Regions from separate parts of the Mus musculus genome. Here region 1 is linked to region 2. A link is a contact called in public HiChIP or PLAC-seq data. All regions are on one chromosome and are shown on one strand. Each heading gives the region's core, a stretch centred on a gene start, on an enhancer-like site or on the middle of the called end of the contact. The rest is flanking DNA. Distances are from core to core; before and after follow the strand shown.

What was found. HiChIP or PLAC-seq counts read pairs in DNA pulled down with a chosen protein or histone mark.
Region 1: a CTCF HiChIP or PLAC-seq map of the NIH/3T3 cell line shows a contact between it and region 2, with 9 read pairs. The contact joins two enhancer-like sites. A contact is called at or near these places in 11 of 39 promoter capture datasets (the 3T3-L1 cell line, cranial neural crest, embryonic stem cells and 6 more), 2 of 15 datasets of contacts at CTCF or cohesin (CD8 T cells and the NIH/3T3 cell line), 3 of 115 datasets of contacts at active chromatin or transcription factors (epiblast stem cells, microglia and pancreatic cancer cells) and 1 of 9 other capture datasets (adipose tissue).

Annotation. Positions count from the first base shown.
Region 1 is chr14:20,897,887-20,904,714 of GRCm38.p6, forward strand. All of the region lies in intron 2 of Gm30212 (a long non-coding RNA gene), which reads left to right. Among named protein-coding and RNA genes, the nearest start is that of Gm30212, 13 kb to the left of the region's middle. Within about 2 kb of position 5,480, at least 17 of the 459 cell types and tissues checked have an H3K27ac peak or open chromatin away from gene starts, as enhancers often do. A contact at or near this core is called in the NIH/3T3 cell line and pancreatic cancer cells, where this site is marked.
Region 2 is chr14:20,829,562-20,837,060 of GRCm38.p6, forward strand. It overlaps Plau (plasminogen activator, urokinase), which reads left to right and starts at 7,101. Exons shown (of 11, transcript NM_008873.3): 1 at 7,101-7,173; 2 at 7,488-7,499. Within about 2 kb of position 1,795, at least 89 of the 459 cell types and tissues checked have an H3K27ac peak or open chromatin away from gene starts, as enhancers often do. A contact at or near this core is called in the NIH/3T3 cell line and pancreatic cancer cells, where this site is marked.

The DNA of each region.
Region 1 (6,828 bases), core at 4,230-6,729, 72 kb after region 2:
CACACACACACACACACTGGGGAGGGGGAAGGAAAAGAGGGATGGTGGAAGAGAGAGAGAGAGAAAGAGAAAGATTGATTTGTTTTTTCTTCAATACTCGATTGAACCCAGGGCTGTTACCATGCAAGGCAGGTGCTACAACTGAGCTGCATTTCTAGACACAAAGATAGTCTTGAACTCAATACTTGTTACCTTGAAGATGTTTACAAACTGATTGGATAATAGGCTATAGATTTCTTGAGGTCTGGCAAATGGCCCCAGTGTCCTAGTTAGTGGTTACCTAATAAACATGAGGATAAGTAGGAGAGCTGTCTTGAAAAACAAAACAACTTGGGGCTGGAGAGATGGCTCAGTGCTTAAGAGCACTGATGCTCTTCCGAGGTCCTGAGTTCAATTCCCAGCAACCACATGGTGGCTCACAACCATCTGTAATGGAATTCTATGCCCTCATGTGGTGTGTCTGAGAACAGCTACTGTGTATTCACATATTTAAAATAAATAAATAAATCTTTTATTAAGACAAAGCAAAACAACAAAAGAATAGATGGGAGACAGCTGGGCGTGGTGGCACACACGTCTTTAATCCCAGCACTCAGGAGGCAGAGGCAGGAGGATTTCTGAGTTTGAGGCCAGCCTGGTCTACAGAGTGAGTTCCAGGACATCCAGAGCTATACAGAGAAACCCTGTCTCGAAAAACAAAACAAAAAACAAAACAAATACAAAAAAAAAAACCAAAAAACCAAAAAGAATAGATGGGAGAAGCCGGAGCAAGGGCCTCACAAGCTCATCACTGCATCCCTCCCCATCTGGCCAGAAATCTGTGTTCACCAATAAAAAACAGACCAGAAAATGCTTAGGGTGCATATTAACAGTTAATTCCAGCATTTCTGCTGTTTCTTCTTAAAAACAAACTTTCTCTTGAAGGCCTATAAATAGAACAAGCCTTACTAGATGAATATTTAAGATGAGAGTCATCAGATAAAAGATGTAATAATAAATTACATAGACAAAGAATTAAAATGCATTGCCAAATCAGCTATAGGGAGAAAGAAGACAAAATCTTTGATAAAATGTGAGATTAACAGATTGGTTTTAGCACTAAAACAAGAAGAAGTAAACATAAAAAAAAAAGCAACAAAGAATTGTTTTGCTTCAAACACCAGTGGGAAAGTACAAGCGATTCTTGGGGTGTTGAGTATAGCTCAGTGGCAGAAGATTTGCCTAGCATTTATAAGCTCCTGAATTGGGTCCCTACGTGGAATGAAGAGTGGGAGAGATCACAGTTTCTGGATTGTAAATTTCAATATTACTATAGATTCTCTTTTTAAAGATCATAAATTGAGAATAAAAAAGCCAAGGATACATTTAGTACACTTAACTGAACAAACATTATCAATAAACAAAAGGTTCATTATAGACGTTTCCCTCATGGGGTGTAGCTTATTGATACCTGTGGCCTAACAACACAAAGCAGTATCATATCTTATATCCTTAGTCCAGGAGAAGATCAGAATGCAAAAGGTGGTTTTTACTGAGCACTTACTACTGTCACACCAGTCTAAAGTAAAAACAAAATGAAACATGAATCAAATGATTACAAATCGAAACTCTATACACCAGGATCAAATTCAATAAGAATAGTAGCACTATTTCATGATGTGTGTGTGTGTGTGTGTGTGTGTGTGTGTGTGTGTGTTTTATGCATGTGTGTGCACAGGTGTGGGCATGTGGAGGTATCTTCCTCTATCTCAATCATCAACTTATTTATTTACTGTGTGAATGAACGTGTCTGGGTGTGAATTTGTACACCTGTGGAGGTCAGAGGACAACTTGCAGGAGTCTACTCTCTCCTACCATGTAGCTGCTGGGGATAGAATTTAGGTCATCAGGCTGGTGGCAAGCATCGTTGCCTGCTGAACCATCCCCACTGGCCCTCCATCTTTCTGTTGTTTGCTTTGCATTGCTTTCCAAGACAGGGTTTCCCTGTGTAACAAAGCCCTGGCTGTCCTGGTCTCACTTTGTAGACCAGTCTGGTCTTGAAGTCAGAGATCCAGCTGCCTCTGCCTCTCGAGTGCTGGGATTAAAGGTGTGCACCACCTCACCCGCTCTCCATCTTATATTTTGAGACAGCATCTCTTACTGAACATAGAGCTGCTTTTTGGGCTAGACTGAGTGGCCAGTGTGAGTCCCAGCGACTTGCTGTCTTTGCCTCCCCAGTGTGGTTACAGGCACATCAGTCTTTTATTTGGGTGCTTAGAATTCGAATTCAGGTCTTCATGATGGTGCAGCCAGTACATTACCCACGTGCTGTCTGCACAGTTCCTATCTCATGAATCTGTATTCTCAATACACACTCCCTCTTCTTTAGTAAAGTTGAGAAAAATTACCAAAGCACAATTCAAGCTTTCAGTCTGCAATCTTTATGTTCTCAATTAATCTAAAGCAGACAACCAGGAAGCAGGTTCAAATGGCATCTTTCAGGTTTAGGCAATATTGGTAATGGAAGAATGCATTTAGGTGAACTTGGGATCCAAGCCTAAAATTCTAACACTTAGAAAGCTGAAGCTGTAGAATTTTGAAAAGCAATGCAGGTTTATTAAAAAAAAAAAACACAACAGCATAGAAGTTATTTAAAATAATTGCTACTAATAACGGACATTTACAATGTAGTTGACACTGAGTTTAGAGCTATTTGTTTCGATCCTTACAAGAACCTTATTTTTTAATATATATATTTTTCCACTATATAGTTGAGGAAATGAACACTCGAAGTTAAATTAATTGCCTTAGGCAAACCCATCTTTTTTTTTCCCCTGAGACAAGGTTTCTCTGTGTAGCCCTGGCTGTCTTGGAACTCACTTTGTAGAACAGGCTGGCCTCGAACTCAGAAACCCGCCTGCCTCTGCCTCCCAAGTGCTGGGATCAAAGGCGGGTGCCACTATCGCCCGGCCCCATCTTGAAGTATAGAAACCACGCAGACACACTCTGAAATCCCTTGCATTTACATCCTAGTGTAGCCCTTGCTTCTCTAGTTCTCATCTGCATTTAATAGTTATTTTGTAATTTTCTATGAAAGATAAAATCCACCCTTGGAAAATAATCAGTGACTTTTCATCAGTTCATGGACCCATGAATTGAAAACACATATCTATGTAAAAACCATGTACATGTGTGTTCATTGCAAAATTATTCATAAGCCCCTAGAGCACTACCTGGGGATTGATAGAGAAAATGTGGTATAGTAACAATAGGCTGTTATTTGGCCATGAAACAAACATGGTACAGGTATACCTGTAACATGGATAAACCTTGAAAACATCTGCTAAGTAAAAAAACATAAATATCTGATTTTATTTATAAAGATTATCCAGAATAGGCAAGTACATACAGACAAACATTATAGGGCTGGGGATACAGCTAGCTAATAGAGTCCCAGCATGCACAGAGCTGTGGTTGGAACCCAAGGTTCACATAACTTGGGCCTGGTGATGAATGCCTGTTATCCAGCATGAGGTAGCTGAAATCAGAAAGAAGACAGAAACTAAAACAGATGGATCTCTGGGGAAAGGAGGAGTAGGCGGTGTCTAGGACGGGTGTGGAGGGATAGACTGGGAAGATGGCAGATGCAGAGGAGTCCTCTCTTTTGGGTTATGGAATATTCTAAGTATGAATGGGGTAATAGTCGCAAGACTTCTGTAAACATAAGTCACTGACCATGAAATAAAGGAAATGCTCATACTTCACACATGTGATTTCATGCCATGTAAATTATATCTGGATGAGCTGCTAAGATTTTATAGTTCATGACAGTGAAGGGGCATACTCAAAGTCCCTTTGATTATTCTTGTCAAGTTTTTTGTTTTGTTTTTTCCAGACAGGGTCTTACTGTGTAGCCCTGGCTGTCCTGGAACTCACTCAGTAGACCAGGCTGGCCTCGAACTCAGAAATCCACCTGCCTCTGCCTCCCAAGTGCTGGGATTAAAAGCATGTGCCAACACTGCCTGGCTATTTTTGTCAATTATATAAATATTTTTGTTTGTTTGTTTGTTTTGTTTTGTTTTTTTTGAGACAGGGTTTCTCTGTGCAGCCCTGGCTGTCCTGGAACTCACTCTGTAGACCAGGCTGGCCTTGAACTCAGAAATCCACCTACCTCTGCCTCCTGAGTTCTGGGATAAAAGTCATGCGCCACCACACCCAGCTATTTAAATCTTAAAAACATCATCAACAAGGCTTTCATAGATGAGGGTAGGTAATCAGATGTGACAAGGTTATAATGAAAAAAGGTTATAATGAAGAAACAGAATTTTTAAAAACCTCAACAAACCAGGTGCAGTGTGGTGTGTGCCTAGAGTAAGGTCCCTTTTGCTCAGGCCAGGAATGGCTAGACACCAGGAATTAAATTACAATCTGGAATCCAAGAGCTGGCCTCGAACTTAGAAATCCGCCTGCCTCTGCCTCCTGAGTGCTGGGATTAAAGGCGTGCGCCACCATGCCCGGCACCTGAATGCTGGTTTTAAAGACACATCTCTCTCTTTTTGTTTGTTTTGAGGCAGGGTCACACATAGCCCAGGCTGGAATGGAACTTACTATGTAGCTGAGCTGTTCTTAAACTTTTGATCTTTCTTCCTACATGTGGAAAGCACTAAGATTACAGGTGCGTGCTACAATGTCTGGCTGTAAGCAGCGCATCTCTAAAAACACCTTTAGGCTGGGTGAGGTGGTTTACACCTGGAATCCCAGCACTTGGGGACCAGAAGGAAGAGGATTATTGAGAGTTCAGTGACCCACAGCCATTTCTAAGACAACCAGACCCTGTCTTAGGGCTGGACATTGGTGGCACATGCCTTTACAGAGTCAGGTGTATCTCTGTGAGCTGAGGCTAGCCTGGTCTACAGAGCGAGTTCCAGGATAGCCAGGGCTACACATAGAGAAGCCCTGTCTAAGGGGGCGGGGTGGTGTATTAGGAAGCAAGGAACTCCAGCGCCTAGGGGTTTAGGAAAGGGAGTGTTGAGGGCTAGCTTAGATCTGTCTTAAACAACATATAAAATAAAAACAAAAAATTAAAACAACATTTAAAAGCTTTGGATTATCTTGTTTGATGGACATTTAGCTTTCAAGACTGTTTCCTGGGTTTGGGGCTACAGTGGATAGAGTACCTGCCTGGCATGTACAAGGCCCTGGGCTACAGTGGATAGAGTACGTGCCTGGCGTGTACAAGGCCCTGGGGTACAGTGGATAGAGTACCTGCCTGGCGTGTACAAGGCCCTGGGGTCGATCTCTAGTACTGAAATCACAGGAACGGAGAAAGAGTGAATAGACATGTCATTTAACACATATTTCTGGCAAGAGACAGGTAACTAAGTTGTAAAGTGTGGTAGCTAACTTCCAAAAATGGCTTTCGGCACTGATATTTCTCACGTTATTCATGCTTTTGTGTAATCCTCTCCCACACAGACTGATCCTGTGACTCATTTTTAACATGACAGGTCATTGTTCTTTCTGTTTCCTTGAAGTGTCTGGTACCAAGTCAGCACCCTGAGCATGCCACTGCTTTATAACCAGCTATGAAAGCTAGATGACCGGGTGCCCAAGATCTTACATATATTTCCCCATGCTTAAGCATGTCCATGTTTTTGCTTTGTTGTGTTTTACCAACAGAAAAAAAAAAAAGAAAGGACGCTGTTCCATTTCTATAACTGAGCTGACAATTTTGGCTTTTGCACTTTTCAACACTTCAGACATTTGGCCACTATGCTTACGAGATCATACAGAGCAAGGATGTGGAGAAGCCAAGTAGAATGGAGATGTCCTGTGGCTTTGTGGAGAACGAAGCTCATCCCCCATAGCATCCCTGCCCAGCAAGGCCTTCAGCCATCCTCACAGGGTGACGTATCTTTCCTACGTCATCATTAAAATCTAAGCAAACTGGAATTTGGTAGGATTTCTGAAAGTTTTGGGAAGATTCAAGGTTGTGAGCTAATTTCATTTTAAATGTAGTGTAGTAACTTTGGATAAATTTGCTAATTCTCTAACATATAGTTTCCTATTCAGTAAAGTATGAATTAATAACAGGCATTGTTGTTCTCGGGGTTGAAACAATGTCAGAGCAATGGATTGTTGGGATCTTGAGATTGTTAAAGTAGAATAAATTGTCATTAAAAAGTTACAAGTACTTCCTGCCTGCTAAGAATCGAAGCTTTTGGCAAGGGAGAGAGAACTCAGAGGTTAAGGGATACTATACTTGCAGAGGACCTGAGTTCTTTTCCCAGAGCTCAGGTTAGCTCACAATTGCCTAGACTGCACTCTTATGCATGTACCCCCAAACTAACACATATATACATGCCTTAGTTAGGGCTTTACTGCTGTGAGCAGACACCATGACCATGGCAGCTCTTACAATGACAACATTAATTGGGGCTAGCTTACAGGTTTCGAGGTTCAGACCATTATCATCAAGGCAGGAGCATCGCAGCATCCAAGCAGGCATGTGTAGGAGGAGCTGAGAACTCTACATCTTGTTCCAAAGGCAAATAGAAGACTGGCTTCCAGGCAGCTAGGATGAAGATCTTAAAGACCATACCCACAGTGGTACACCTATTCCAACAAGGCCACAGGTACTCCAACAAGACTACACCTCCTAATAGTGCCACTCCCTGGGCCAAATATATTCAAACCACCTCAATATATAATTAAAAATTAAAAAATCAAACTTAAAAAAAAGTGTAGGTTTTGATACATGTTGAAGATGGACTGCTCTCTACAGTGGAAGAGCAATCAGTTTTAAATCATGCAAATATTTGCTTAAGTACTGACCCTTTGTTCTTGGGG
Region 2 (7,499 bases), core at 545-3,044:
ACTGCCATAATCACTGCCCCCAGAGTAAGGAAGGAACAGTCTGCCCATGCAATTATCCACATCCTGTTCCTCTCAACTGTGCCCCTGTTTCCCCGGGTCCCTGCTCTGTGTGTGTGTGTGCGCGCGCGCGTGTGCACACATACACACACTCTTTCTGTTTGCACAGGTGTCCATGCATTCTCCCAAACCTTCCTCAGAGGTTTGTCTGATTGATGTCCATAACTGCATGGGGAAACGGAGCATTTTCTGCAGGTGGACAGGGCAGACAAAGGCATTGAGGGTGGACAGGGAGAAAGGAAGGAAGGAAGGAAGGAGGTGAGGAGCCGGAATAGGAGAGAGGGTGGAAATGTGTCATGAGGTTCCTCAAAATCTGCAAGTTATGAATCTCATTGTCAGTGAATGACCTCTGGTGATTCACTTCCTTTTATTAGCTGCTCCTCCATCGGTGTCATGAAGGGGGATGCTTTCATTTTCCTTAAGTAAATGACCACATACAGAATCTAGTTTGAGAGAGCCATGAAAACATACATCATATAGGCTACAGATGTTATCCTGATTTTCTTCAGAACAAGACTGCCTAGCAGTTCAGCTCATAGCTGAACACATTTCCCTAAGTAAGACTGACTTCTTGACAGTTTTCAGCCAACCCAGCAGTTTCTCATTTCCTCTTTGAGCCTTTTCTCTAGAGTACGTCCTTAGTTTCCTCTTTTTTTTTTTTAAGTTCTATTTTTTTTAAAGATTTATTTATTTATTATATGTAAGTACACTGTAGCTGTCTTCAGACACACCAGAAGAGGGAGTCAGATCTCGTTAGGGATGGTTGTGAGCCACCATGTGGTTGCTGGGATTTGAACTCAGGACCTTCGGAAGAGCAGTTGGGTGCTCTTACCTGCTGAGCCATCTCTCCAGCCCCCTTAGTTCCTCTTAAGCATCCGTTGCCACTAAGTTATGCTGACCTGAGTAGTGAGTAGTTGTAGGACAGGAGACTGGAGAGTCTTTTCCTGGAGAGAGATGCAGATTCCAGGAGGTTTGGAAAGTTATAACTAGGGCGCTGGAGAGATGGCTCCGCAGTTATGAGCATTGGGTGTTCTTCCAGAGAAGCCAGGTTCAATTCCCAGCACCCACATGGCAGCTCACAACTGTCTGTAACTCCTGTTCCAGGGAATCTGACATCCTTACACAGAGATATATGCAGTCAAGATACTAATGTACATAAAATAAAAATAAAATTTAAAAATTTTATTAGATTTATTCATTTTATTTTATGTGTGAGAATTTCATTCAAATGTATGTATGTGCATATGTATGTATGTGCATATGTATGTATGTGCATATGTATGTATGTGCATATGCATGTATGTATGTGCATAGTGTTCCTGGTGTTCCTGGAGGTCAGAAGAGGGCTTTGGATCTCTTGGCAGTGGAACTATGGCTAGTTGTGAACTACCACACGGATGCTGGAAAATTGAAGCCAGGTTCTCTTCAAGAGCAACAAGTGTTCTTAACTACTGAACCACCACTCTGGCCCCCCAGTATTCGTGTAGGGTAATACATTTCTGCCTTACTGTGTTTGAATTAGGGACAAAAGAAATTTGGCCAAGGCTCAAGAATTTCATGCAGAAGTCTGAGATAATTGGTTTGAGTATAACTACAAATCAGATCAGAGTCATGAAATAACAAGGACGTTTAGGGAGTCATAGACCGAACATAAACGAGCCAAGTTGACCTGTGCGTTTCTGTGTTATTGACGACATCATGTAACCTCAGGGTTCAGCCCTTGAGTGCTTTGCTTTCCATGAGTAAGGGCACAAATATGTGGCTTCCCTCCACCCCGTCCACAGGCCATTAGGGACCCACTAGCTCCACCACCTCCCCTATCATGTTGCAGGCCCAGACACAGTCAGCTTCACCTTGACCACTAAGCACACAGTAGGACAGGGGAGGGGGCCTTAGACTCAAGGATGTAAGATGATCAATTCCATGGTCTGTTTCCCAAACTGCTGGAGTCTGTTTGCCAATATGTTAGGAAGGAGGTTTAAAAAGAGTTTCATACTGCAAAGAGTCACAGATAAGGGGGGGGGGGTGAGTGGGAGTCAGGAGTGCGGGGGCGAGCAACACATGCAGCTGTCTTTCCCAGCTGCCCAGTTGGTAGGAACTGTGGGCCAAGGACACAGCATCCCCACTTAACTGGAATCCTGCAGCATATTCCAGCATGACCTGGTTTTTTGGACCAAAATGGACAAGCAAAGGAGGGAAGCACTTTAGATAGGAATTGCAGTTTACAAAATCCATCTTTCTGTTTTTAGCACCTGGAACTATACCGGCACATAGTAGTCCTTTCACTACTTAATGTATATAGCTAATGAATGAATGAATGAATGAATGAACACTTTTCCCACATAGGCATGACTTCATCCAATCTCCAAAATGGGACCAGGGCTGTTTCATTTTGCAGATGGGAGAACCAAAGTCAAAAGAGTTAAGTGCCTTGTTTAAAGTCATTCTACTACAATACCATACTGAATGTTCTTAGTATAGCAACCCAAGAATATATCCCATGACTCAACACGAAATTCCTTTTGGACCCAGCTAGTCAGAAAATAGCCTTTAAAGGATAGGCATGATAGCACAGGCTTGTAATCCTAGCACTTAGGAAGTGCAGACTACAGTGAGTTTAAGGTCAGCCTGGGCTACATAAGACCCTATCTTAAAAACTCAAAGCAATGGTTAGCTGCTTTGGGCATGGTAGCACATGCCTTTAACTGGATCTCTGAATCCAAGGCCAGCCTGGTCTATGTAAAGAGTTCCAGGACATCAAGGGCTACATAAAGAGACCCCCATTTCAAACAAAACAGCCAGCCAGACAAAAAACTCAGAACAAACAAACAAGAAACTAAACCAAAACAAAAGCTTTCGGGGCTCATTTCCCTGGATAAAGAAGCCAGGCTAGGTTTAGGCACTGCTCAGTGTGCATCTGCACTCCTGTATCCTCTACCCTTTTATAAACAGAGCCGACAAAAGAGCCCCTCCACTAGTCTATGTCAGCACACCTGACTCAGGAGGTCTGCTCTCCTGAGATACAAAAGCCACTTGGAGTCAGGAAAATAATGAAATCATATGCATTTGCTTTCTTATTTATCACTCTCAACAGAAACTTCAGCCAGTTTAGACCACAAGGGAAGTTCCTGGAATTCAGGCAAGCCAGTAACATGCACAGCGTGGGCATCCTAAGAAAAAAGAAGAAGAAAAAAATGTGTTTCTGGAAGGAAGTCTCCAGAATAGATAGAAAGACTTGAGGCAAACACTGGGCTGGAATATTTTATACCACCTGCCTGAGTATCTTAGTTAACGGGCCTCTCTCTTTACAGCATTCTGCTGCTTTATGGAGACTGTGGGACCCAGAGCCCAGGAGAGAGTACCTAGATGCAAGTGCCGCCATGGGCACACATGAACCATGTTTTCCTTGCAGGCTGTGGAATGAGAATATAATTCCAGTCTACATCATAGGGCAGCTCTGAACTGGAAGAGAAATTGAAGATGTATCTGAAAATGTCTTTAAGACGTATCTATAAGATAGAAATAACAGACAAAAAGGATATAAGCCTATACTAGAGAGAGAGAGAGAGAGAGAGAGAGAGAGAGAGAGAGAGAGAGAGAGAGAGAGAACAATCAAACTTACCTGCCTTGGACTTCCCACATAATCACCTTTTACAATCTAAGCTAATGCAGAGCGTGACCTTAAGCTATGTACTCTTCTCATGCCCAAACTCCGATAACACATATCAATCATTTGTTGAAAACAGCAAATAGAAGTTAAGTAACTTCCTAAAAGCTACCATAAAGGTTGAGCGAAACTATTTATGGATATTGATTGATAAGCAATAATATTTGTTATCTGGTATTTGGAGTCAGTTGGAAGCAGAGACTTAATTCCTTGTTGAACTCTGTTAAAGATTTTGCCAAGTATCCATTCCTTCCCCGTGTGGTGCTTTCTGTACTGTTAAATACGTACATAGTAAAGACATACAAACACCATTCACACATAGAGACATATACAACACACATAGACAGAACAGACAGACACCACTCATACACACAGCTCACACAACAGACAGACACACATAGGGATAGACACAGGGACAAACAAGTTCACAAGACCGCCTTCAGACAGGCACAAATGCAGATTCATGCAACAACAGATGGTCATAAGACATAGTGATCATGAAGTAGAGAATTCAAATTTAGACTTGCTCGTGGTTAGAAGACTGCAAAGGGAAGAAGTGCTTTTATATCTTTATGTCTTTTATATTTATATATTTCCTTAATGCAACACCTATTCATTATAGGTAACTTGGAGTTAGTCACTAATGTGTATAACACACACACACACACACACACACACACACAAAGAGAGAGAGAGCTTCAAAGCTCCCTGTTACTTTTCTCTGTTCTGCATTCACTGATTCACTCACAATTAAGCACCTCTGTGGTTAAGACATGTAGCAAATGATGAGGGAGGGGCAGATATCTAAGACCTGTTCTTTGCCTCCAAAGAGTTGAAAGTCTAACACAGACTGCACCAAAAATAGAGATTTCAGAGAGTCTAAAGACTAACCAGGAGAAAGGCAGTTCTGTGATGAGTTGGAGGCACGAGGATTGTTCATCCAGGTGAAGAAGTGGCGGTAGAAGGAGGAAGAGGGCTATCACACTGCATAGCGGTCTCTGGCCAGGAGGAAATGAGGTCATCTTGCTCTCAAAGAATCAGCATGACAGCCTCCAGCCAAGTAATCCGGAGTCATGAGAGCTGTTGGGGGGGCCATGTGAATCACGACAGCCTGCTGGGAATTTCCTAATAACTAAACTAGAGTTTCGGGGTAAATCCTCAGGCTGTAACACCTCTGTTTACATTTTGATCACGTTTGTTTACAATTAGTGGCTTCTTAAACATAAACATAACTGGCCACAGTCTTCTAAAGGAAGTAGCAAGTTGCCTCTGAGATCTATGGAATCTCTGATTCAGTGGTCCTGTGGGTTGCTAGCAGCTCAGCTGCGCAAGGAAAACGTATTCTGAAGAACGATGGTCACCTGCCTACCCAAAGCTGGGTATTCAATGTGTACTTTCCTATCCAGAGGTTGGCATTCTGGGCCACTGGCTGGGGTAAAGTCAAGCAGCCTCCTCCTTCCTACCTCCTGGCATTCTTTTCCAAGGTCCAGGTTGACAGTAAAATGTTGTAGGCTCAGGCTTATGGAAATAAAGCAAAGCTGGGGCACTAATGAATGGTGCGGGCTCAGGCACCTCTTCTGTGGAAGGAGCATCAAAATGACCACTGGTCCTTGGCTCTGAGGCACATGTTGCAGTGACTGACCCTTGGAATCTTTTCTGAGCACTCCCTACTTTGCCTGAGGGGTGTGTGCATGTGTGCATGTGTGCATGTGTGCAAGTGTGTGCATGAGGGAGGGTGCTTTGTCTTCAAGATGTTCAGGGCTCATTTATACATGACCTGTCTTTATATAAGCCTATTTTATTAGATAAATTATTAGATAAATAATTGTTTTCGTCTTAACGTGATGATGTAAAATGCTGAACACAAGTGCATTTACAGTGTGGAATTGGCAACAGAAGAGATGGCTAGGCTCACACCCAAAAATAAAATGTGTAATTATTTTTTTAGAATGGCTGATACGAGGACGTGTTTAAAGTTTTTAAAACAGTGTGAAATAGTATTCAGTGAAAAATAAACATTCCTTTTATCTTTTCCTTCAGACCCACAGCCTCTCTACTACAAGGGAAGAGCAGACACCCCCACTGTTGTTGCATGTTGATAGCCCACACTAACGAGGTTTGAGTATTCCTTGCTTTTTTTTTCTATCCTGTTACAATGTACTGTTCATGTTACTGTTCACATCACTGACTGCTCTTCCAGAGGTCCTGAGTTCAATTCCCAGCAGCCACATGGTGGCTCATGACCACCTACAATGGGATCTGGTACTCTTTTCTGGTGTGTCTGAAGAGAGGACTGTGCACTCGCATACATAAAATAAATAAATCTTTAAAAAAAAGACACCCCCCCTTGATTGCTTATTTGTGTCTGTGTGCAACCACAATACCAGTGAGGTATGCACTCAGTCCTGATCTATGATCCTCTGTATTGGTTGTATTCTTTTCCAGACAAATAAATGGATTGTTCATTATAGGCATTTTTCAAAAGACCCATTGACACTTCCATAGCAGCTGCTGTGCCAAGACTTTGCTCCCACAATCCTAACATAGTAACCATTACTGCTTTTTTAAAAATCATAATTATTTTTGAGGATTTCACTATGTAAATTAGTCTGGGCTTGAACTCGCAGAGATCCACCTGCCTCTTCCTCCCTAGTGTTTAGATAAAAGACGTGCACCATTAAGTCTGGCCCTTGCCATAAATTTTAAAATTGTCTTTCAAAGATTGACCTTAAACCAAACAGCAAATCTGAATAAAATCTGACCTTGCCTTTCACCTTCTGATGACAGTATTACACTCCCTGACGACAAACTTCACTCTTGTCTTCTGATTCACTGCTTGCATTAGTGGCATTTGGAGAACTCAGCATTTGACATGTGGGAGCCTTTGTTAGTAGGTATTTTTTGTTGTAAAGGAACTGCGACTTATACCCCTCTATCAGACATCTGAATCAGTGTCGTAGGCAGGTAGGGGGACAGGTTGGAGAAGAACTGATTAAACCACTAAGGAAGAGGCTTGAGATCAGCGAGCCAATGGCTGGAGCGCCCTCACCACGCTACACTGGGGCCGCACTAGGTGAATGAAAGAAAGGAAGAATGTTCAAGCCGCCGGATCATCGCTCGATCCAGACAGACTGCGTTAAGTTTGCTCAGCTGGAAATTCCGTGACTTCGTCAAAGTTGGGAAGCAAGCGCGGTCCAGTTGCGGTGGGATGCAGGAAAAGGAAAAGGAGAGAGAGAGAGAGAGAGAGAGAGAGAGAGAGAGAGAGAGAGAGAGAGAGAGAGAGAGAGAGAGAGAGAGAGCCGCCCTCCAGCAAACCTGGGCGGGGCCAGGGCTCTGGCGGGCCCTAATAAAGGGCGAGCAGCGCCGAGCAGAGCCTGTAGCCCCAGAGCTCTGTCTGTCATCCATCCAGTCCTTGCGTGTCTGCCAGCGCCCTTCCGCTGCAGTCACCGGTGAGTGCTGTTGGTCTGAAGCAAGCCTAGCGGGATGAGGCAGCCAGGGCTCCCGCATGCCTCCCTTCCCACTACCTTGGCTGGCGGAACTGTGGGCAAGGTCACCACTCCAGCCCTTCGCGCCCCTCTACAGAGAGGTTCCATGGTGTTGTGCGGATTCAGAGCCCGCAGAGGGGAGAGACTGCCCGGCTTGGGGAGGTTGGTCACTGATGGCTTGCCCCGCAGGACACCTGGAGTGGCTTCCCTTGGTCTGTAGTAACTCTGCCACCTTCAAGCTGCTCCGCTTCTTGTCCTGACTTCTCCTTCCTTTGCAGAACTGCTGTCTA